Regions from separate parts of the Gasterosteus aculeatus genome. Here region 1 is linked to region 2. Evidence: chromatin contacts called from public Hi-C data. All regions are on one chromosome and are shown on one strand. Each heading gives the region's core, a stretch centred on a gene start, on an enhancer-like site or on the middle of the called end of the contact. The rest is flanking DNA. Distances are from core to core; before and after follow the strand shown. Region 1 holds the start of ptk7b (protein tyrosine kinase 7b). Region 2 overlaps ptk7b (protein tyrosine kinase 7b).

Evidence for each region. Hi-C and Micro-C count contacts between places; a contact is called where the count stands out from the background.
Region 1: a Hi-C map of skeletal muscle shows a contact between it and region 2, with 17 times the contacts expected there. The contact joins the promoter of ptk7b here to the enhancer-like site in region 2. A contact is called at or near these places in 6 of 6 Hi-C or Micro-C datasets (blood and trunk muscle, liver, skeletal muscle and 2 more).

What each region holds. Positions count from the first base shown.
Region 1 is chr6:6,962,172-6,965,904 of fGasAcu3.hap1.1, forward strand. ptk7b (protein tyrosine kinase 7b) reads right to left here and starts at 2,275. Exons shown (of 21, transcript XM_040178547.2): 1 at 580-2,275; 2 at 287-450. The coding sequence starts at 1,043.
Region 2 is chr6:6,908,149-6,911,766 of fGasAcu3.hap1.1, forward strand. It overlaps ptk7b (protein tyrosine kinase 7b), which reads right to left. Exons shown (of 21, transcript XM_040178547.2): 12 at 3,399-3,548; 13 at 2,928-3,075; 14 at 2,446-2,573; 15 at 1,676-1,876; 16 at 1,040-1,204; 17 at 642-874; 18 at 462-542; 19 at 1-122. Among protein-coding and RNA genes, the nearest start is that of LOC120820598, 4.9 kb to the left of the region's middle. Within about 2 kb of position 1,638, at least 2 of the 9 cell types and tissues checked have open chromatin away from gene starts, as enhancers often do.

The DNA.
Region 1 (3,733 bases), core at 1,025-3,524, 55 kb after region 2:
TCATCAGAAAGCGTGTTTTCTGAAGCAGTGAGGGAGGAGGGCAGCGTGCAGATACCGCTCTCTGACGCCCGTGCGTGTGTGTGTGTTGTGTGTGCGCGCGCGCGTGTGTGTGTGTGTCTCCTGGTGCAACCTGGACTAAGTTGAACCAGCCACAGAAAGCCCTTTAAGAAAAGCATGGAGGTCAATGTCGTGGTCTGCAGGACCCCCCCAGCCTCCGAATAACTAGAAAGCAATGGGACGTGCACGCGCACTGCGCGTTTGAGCCGTACAGCAGCTCGTCACTGACCTTGGAGGCAGATGATTCCCAGGAGGCACATCGTTTCCACCGGCGCTTTCCTCCGGTTAGCCGCCGCGGGGCTGCCGCCGCCGTCCCTTCGCCGGGTCTCTCTCGGTAGATACATGACCGTCCCCGGTGCTCGGCGAATCCCCGGTTCCTGCGTTCTCCTTCGGCTACGGGAGAGCCGTGGGGTCGGAGAGAGGGAGCGACAAAGAGATCCGAAAAAGTAAGACTAACCGCGTTTACCTGCGCGGGTCTCCGGGAGAGCGAGGGGGTGCGCGCGCGCAGACGGCCACGCTCACCTGGTGGTCGTGGTGAACTTTGGGGAAGAAGGCTGGGACATGTGGGGACGGGTGCCTCGGCTCTGCAGGCCAGCCGGGGACCAGAACCCACGGAGCGAGTTCAGAGCCGCCGAAAGTTTTGATGCAAAAGTGGAAAGTTCCAGGTGGCCTACGGGGCGCGGGGCTGCGGGGAGTTTAGGCCGCCGTGGGTCATTCCAAGCCGGGCCGAGAAGCCGCAGTCCGCCCGCGTCCAGAGCCGCACACCGCCGGGCCAGTTCCGTCTGCAACGAGAGGGAGTTTCGCTCCGCGGTGTTTCCAACTTGTCTTCCTCCCACTCGCCTGTGTGATTTCTTTCTTTTCTTTTCTTTTTTTTTTACACCAGCGTCAAGTGGGCGGAAGCAACACACGTGAGTTCCTGTGAGGACTTTCAAGATAAATGTCCACATTTGTAGCTGGAGTGCTTTCTCGCAATGTTTGTTTCCCATTGTTTGACCTTCAGTTTAATTGTTGTGTTGTGTTGTATAGAGAGATTCGCCTTCTAGAAAAAGCAATTTTCCGGTGGAAAGTCCTCGAACACAAGTCAGCCTTTTTGAGCCAACTTAGTACAGGTTCATAGATGCACATTATCTATACATCATCGTATTCCAATATTGTTTTCCTTTATCGTTTCAAAAGCGAGTATTTTTCTTCATATGATTCCCATTTAAATGGTAGAAGTGTAATATTAATTGACATTACAGAACCCAAACCCTCGACACAAAAAAAGATGGTTTTATTTTGAAATTGAAACGTCCAACATCCTGCAACAATGTATGTAATTCTTGTTGGATAATTTCCCGAAAGCGCAACTTCCGGTGGCCATTCCCAATCTGGGAAAAGGGAGACAACACTGCGACCCCCTGGTTCAAATGGTTCACTGTTACTTTTAACTGGACGAGGATTTGAATATAATTCAAAGTATTAAAAATCAGTCCAGCATATGTCTGCAACATAAAATGTCATACAAGAATAAATTACAAAACACAAATATTAATAGTGCATATTGGATGTTATTTTCTTGAATCCAGAACAGGAAGAACTTCTATTTTGCTATCGAGGGCTATTATCTGTGACATGGGATGCACATTCAGCCAACAACGACACTGAATCGTTCTCCCATTAATTTCCTAATGAAGTCTATCGTTTGTGAATTCACGGTCAGAATCTAATTTATTTATTTATTACAAATTAAATTAAAATAATATGTTGTCAAACCATCAAAAAACTATAATAATTATGAGACATACCATTTATTTTGGGCTTAACAAAAACATCTACCAAAGATGGAAGATCCTCATCAAACTTGAACATGCAGTTGTGTTTATCAGTACTCTCTGATCTAAAAAAAAAAACCACAATCAAATCTCAAATCATTGCAAATCAATACAGCAGTTGTTTAATTTATTAAAACTTAAAAAAAAAACTTTTATTAAGGGAAAAATCTCCAAGGCACATGACTCAATGTGCCCCTGTTTCAAAACATATTTAACCAACACAAAAATCAACTGTCCAGATGCCGAAATGCAATTTCTCAGCAGTAATTAGAGCTTTGTTGATTTCGTAAATGTAATCAGCAACTATTCTCATGATAAAAAAATTAACGATTGAATTTTGAAAGCAAAAAATCACATGTGGCTTTGTTGAAGCATCTTAAATCATGAGAATTTGCTCATATTTTCAGTCTCTTTTGTGTAAACACGTCGCCTTTTGTTACTATATTATGACTATTTACAGACAGAGTTTGTTACATGCATTCAAAGATCAACAAATAAAGAAAATAATGATGTTTAAAGCTTCATTTTTATATATCATTAATTTATCCATCCATTCATTTTTAATCAGTCTTCTGCTTGTCACACACTAGTTGTCCTGCATAGTGTGCGTTTTCACAACCGAACTAACCCGGAGGGCAGTTTGTGTACCGTCCTCTGGCTGTGGTGAGGAGCGTAACACAAACTGTAAACATTGTTTAAAGTGTGAACAGCAAAATGCAATGCAGACGTATCAGCAGCGGGGGGCAATCTTGGCCAATCCGACCATTTGAATGTTTCCGGCAAAGATTAAGGCTTAATCCCAACGTCCCCCCTAAAGCCTTAAAGCCTGAACCCTCAGCGATTTACCAACACCCGATGAATGAGTGCGAGTCTGTGAGGGCTTAAAATGGTGTAAATACGAACAGGACAGCACCTTGCTGCGAGATATCCTGTCACCATAAACTAAACCCACACAGAGTTAGTGGCAGCGTGCCTTAAAAGTCTGTGAGTCCCTAAAGATGGAGACTGGGATTGGGCCTGAATGTTAGTGATCCACTGGGTTGTAATACAGAAATTTCCATCCAACGCAGAGAGAAGACAAAACTTAACAAATGAAAAACATAATTTGTTAATACCAACAAGTGTCAATGCAATAATCTCCAATATGCAGAATGATAAATATACACCAGTCCTACTTTATGTCTTTCCACTTTAGGAAATCGACTAAATCAATCGATCAATAATCATCAATTATTTTGCTCAGAGTTGCGTTCGAAGCTACTGTGTACTTATTCTAACATATTAGAGTCTATGTGTGAATACTCTTATCAAATCAAGGACACTGCCGCCGGTCAGACGGTCTTGAAAATAAATTACCATGGCAACAACGGCTACATCAATTTGCTATCAAATGATGTTGGCCCGTGTGGTCGTTCACAACGGGCAACAGTATTGAATTTACTGGCAATCGCTGCCATAATATTCAGAGACACTACAACTTCATTGTCGAGCAAAAAAACCTAAACAACATAGAACTTCTAGTCCAAAGCAGACATGCTGTCAGAAACGACAGGTCGGTATGGCGACACACTCAATCAGTATTACGTTTGGAAAAAAAGAATTCTGAATGAAATGGGAGTGATGTTAGGGAGCAGACGTGGAGGCTTTGTGGTGGAGGGGCTCAGTTAGAAACAAACCACTTACTGTGTTCCTCTGTGATCCATAGCATTGGGAGTCTGTTTTGGTCTCAGTATGAGCTCCTGATTCACCTGTAAAGCATCAATCATCCCCTACCTGTCTGGGAGTTCATCAACTCGCTCATAAGTTTACGTTACGGATGTTTTTATTGCTGTTCCAATTTTGATCGTAAGTATAGGTGGGAA
Region 2 (3,618 bases), core at 388-2,887:
GACGACACTTTAACGCGCCTCTGACTGTTGATCAGGCAGTTTCGGGCAGCGAGGTCTTTGTGCACGAAGCGGTGGTTGGACAGGTGCTCCATCCCATGAGCCACCTGGGCACAGATGGAAACCTGCACAGGGAAGAAGAACAGTTTAGGTGAGATGACGTTGAGATAGCGTTTACAACGAGTCCTCCTGGTTTGCAGTCCACTGACGAAGACATTCTCCAACACAAGAGATAAGACTTCCAATCGGAAGATCAAACGCGTTATTGTGCATTAATCCGCTCATTTGAGGTTAGCTGCTTCAGTTATAGTCTTGATACATATTCTAATCATTCTCTCGTTCTTAGAATATAGATAACGGCACACGTGTTTCTACTGAACCAGCTTAGCAAGGAGCCAACCGCCTCCCGGGGGTCGCTTCAGATTTAGTGCAGATTGACCTACTTAGAGTGTTTCTACACTTACTTTGGTCTTGGTGCTGATAGGCTGAGATTTCACCTTGTCGTCTTTGCTTTTGGAGATCCTCAGGAACTGCTTTAGGTCTCCCTGGTGTAATAGAAAGAAAACACACGATGCATGAATCGGACTCTTATTTATGATTATTGTTTTGCGAGAGTGCGCACGCTTCTACGTGTGTGCGCCTACCAGGTCGTAGTACTCGAGGATCATGTAGTGGGGCTCGGCCTCCCGACACAGGCCCAGCAGGCGGACGACGTTGGGGTGGCTGAGCTTCGCAAACATTTCGGCCTCGCGGCGGAAGTCCAGCTGGAGCTGCTCGTCTCTGGCTTGCAGGCTCTTCACCAGCACCACCGTCTCCTCCTCGCTCTCCTCGATACCCTTGGCTTTGCACAGCAGCACCTCACCAAACTCCCCCTTGCCTGCGCACACAATCACAAAGAGTCGATGTCAGAGCACATCTCGTTTTGTTTTGTCGAGTTACCTAAAAAGCTGCAGCGGAGAGATGAGGTGAGTAATAATTCAGAGCACAAAGACGTTCATCATCCGTTAATGTTTGCAAAACAGGATTGTTTAAATCAATCTACCCAAAGTGGTGATGGTTTGTAGGTTTGCTCGAGGGAAGTGGAGCTTATCGTTGTTGACGTGGCTGTGGCGCTTCTCGGCCGTTGCCATGGTACCCATATTGGTGAGGGCCACCTCTTCTTGGATCTCAGTGGTGGTGGTGTGGCCGTTTTGTTGGACAGTTCCTCCTGATAAACAAAATCCCACAGCGTCATACCAACCTCAATAGGCATTGAAACTAATAGTAAATGTGATATGGGTCCAAACAGAATATTGTCTTCATCATTTTCTTGTGAAAACCAACGTGTTGCTCTAATCAGCAAGATCTGAGATCTTCAATATTTAGTTAGTTTTTTCACAGCTTGAAGCAGCGGATACATTTCTTTGAGCATTGGCCAACTCACAATGACCTTTTTTGTATACATATTAGCATAATTCATTGTGTGACTATTCCAGTGTTCGGAACTGGGGCAGAGCTTTGCATTGTCTAAGTAATATTACCTGCAATACCCGAGATGAGCACAGGGTGGCAGCAAATACCCAAAAACCTTTTAACATCCCTTTGAGGACCATGAACATCAACCACTCACATAATCCTGGCTGACTTTACGAGTTCCTCACCACAACCTGTAAAAGCCGTCTCCACAGAACATGCATACCGTTCAGACACTCCATCTCGGGCTCCTCCCCGTCCTGTCCCTTCTGCAGCCTCTTAGCGTTGCGTCTCTTTTTGCAGTAGAACATGAGTCCGAGCACAACGATGATGTAAGCCACGGCCGCTCCCACTGACAGGCCAATGGTTTGGATCATCTTGTAGGGAGCCTTGTCAACGTCATCGTCGAAGGAGTGCATTGGTTTTTCTGTTGGGCACCAGCATCAAATGTGGTTAACTGGGTTGGATCTTCACTGCACATTGTTCCAAGAGTAGATGAGTGTGAATGGAAATACATTCCGCAATCGCACACAAACAACTACAGGAGAATAAATGCAAACCGTTTGGTACGTTTTTTCTGGAATAAAAGGGTACTTTTTGAAACATTGTCACGTCATTTAACAAGTTACCGGGAAGCTTTGTCGGACGCCAAGCCTGAAATGCGTCTCTCACGTTGAACTAACCGGGGCGCGCCCCCCCTTGCTGCTTTGGCAGACAGCGAGTCGATGTGGGTAACTAACCCGAGAGGTGTGACTGTGGCTCTCAGACAGCGCGAAGCCTCGTTAGGCCTCACGTCGGCCCAATCCCATCACCTCAGTGACGGCTGTGGCCGTGGTTATTAGCCTGTCGACATGGATGATAGGCAGTGGCTGAAGGTTTAATTAATGCCTTCATCCTCAGCTACGGTTTGGGGCGTTCGCTTCCAGTCTGCGAACGTCACGGACGAAAGGCCGCTGTGTACACACGTTTGTGCGCTTGCGTGTGTAGTAAACTCACCCACTACGTACAACTTGGCCACGCGGTCTTTGATGCTGCAGCTGTTGCCGGCCACACACGTGTACCTGCCCGTGTCATCTGTAGTAACATCGGAAATCACCAGGGAGCCATTGGGCATCTTCTGGAACCTGGGAGGTTTTATAACAGAGTCAAATTCACAAGCATTAACATGTTTGTTTTCACAACACAAGTCATTCAAGTTTACTTTTCACACGGACACGTGCAAGAAAACACACACACACACACACACAGCGAAGCTGTAAACTGAGGGGAAACACTGCATCAGTTCATGACTCATCTTCAGGAGACTGTGATGAGTTCATCTTGAATCCCTCTGATGTGCCACAGGTTCCTGCACGAGTCCCATAGTACTCAGATGTGTATGGCATAATCGCCCGAGCCTTTCAGAAGTCTTATCACGTCTTTCATAAATAGACGGACCTGTTAATGTAATCACAAACTCATCCAAATGTGTCCTTTACCTGCGGTTCCTGCTGATGTCCAGCGTCTTGTCCTTGGCCATCCAGTGGATGTGAGGTTGGGGGTCGCCGGTGGCCTGACAGTGCAGGACGGCTGTGTAACCTTGGTACACCGTTGTGTTCTCTGGTTCCACCTTAAAGCGGATGTACACTACATGTGCACAAACACACACACACACACACACACACACACACACACACACACACACACACACACACACACACACACACACACACACACACACACACACACACACACACACACACACACACACACACTCATTAACCCAAATCTCACTGTGGTTAAAATGTCAGTTAAGCTGACAAATGAATTTCAGTACTTTTATTTTACATTAAGGCCAGCGAGTGCACATCAAATGCTCCTGGGCTTCGCCGCATGAAAATGGTTCGGTGGCTCGTATATAAACCGTATATATGTGGGAGTAACGGCTAAGATGGCAGCGGGGGGCTTACCGGCCACAATGAGGGTCACCAGGGCTCGGATCTCCCCCTGCAGGCTGTTGGAGGCGATGCAGGTGTAGTTACCGGCGTCGCTGCGGGTGACTTTGGTAAAGGTGAGCTGGCCGTTCCTTTGCTTCACCCGGGGCGGCAGCTCTCCTCCATCTGCAGGAGGAGACGGAGGGGGGGGGGGGGGGGGGAGTTAGAACGAGCCCGCCGCTGCATGTGGAATTCA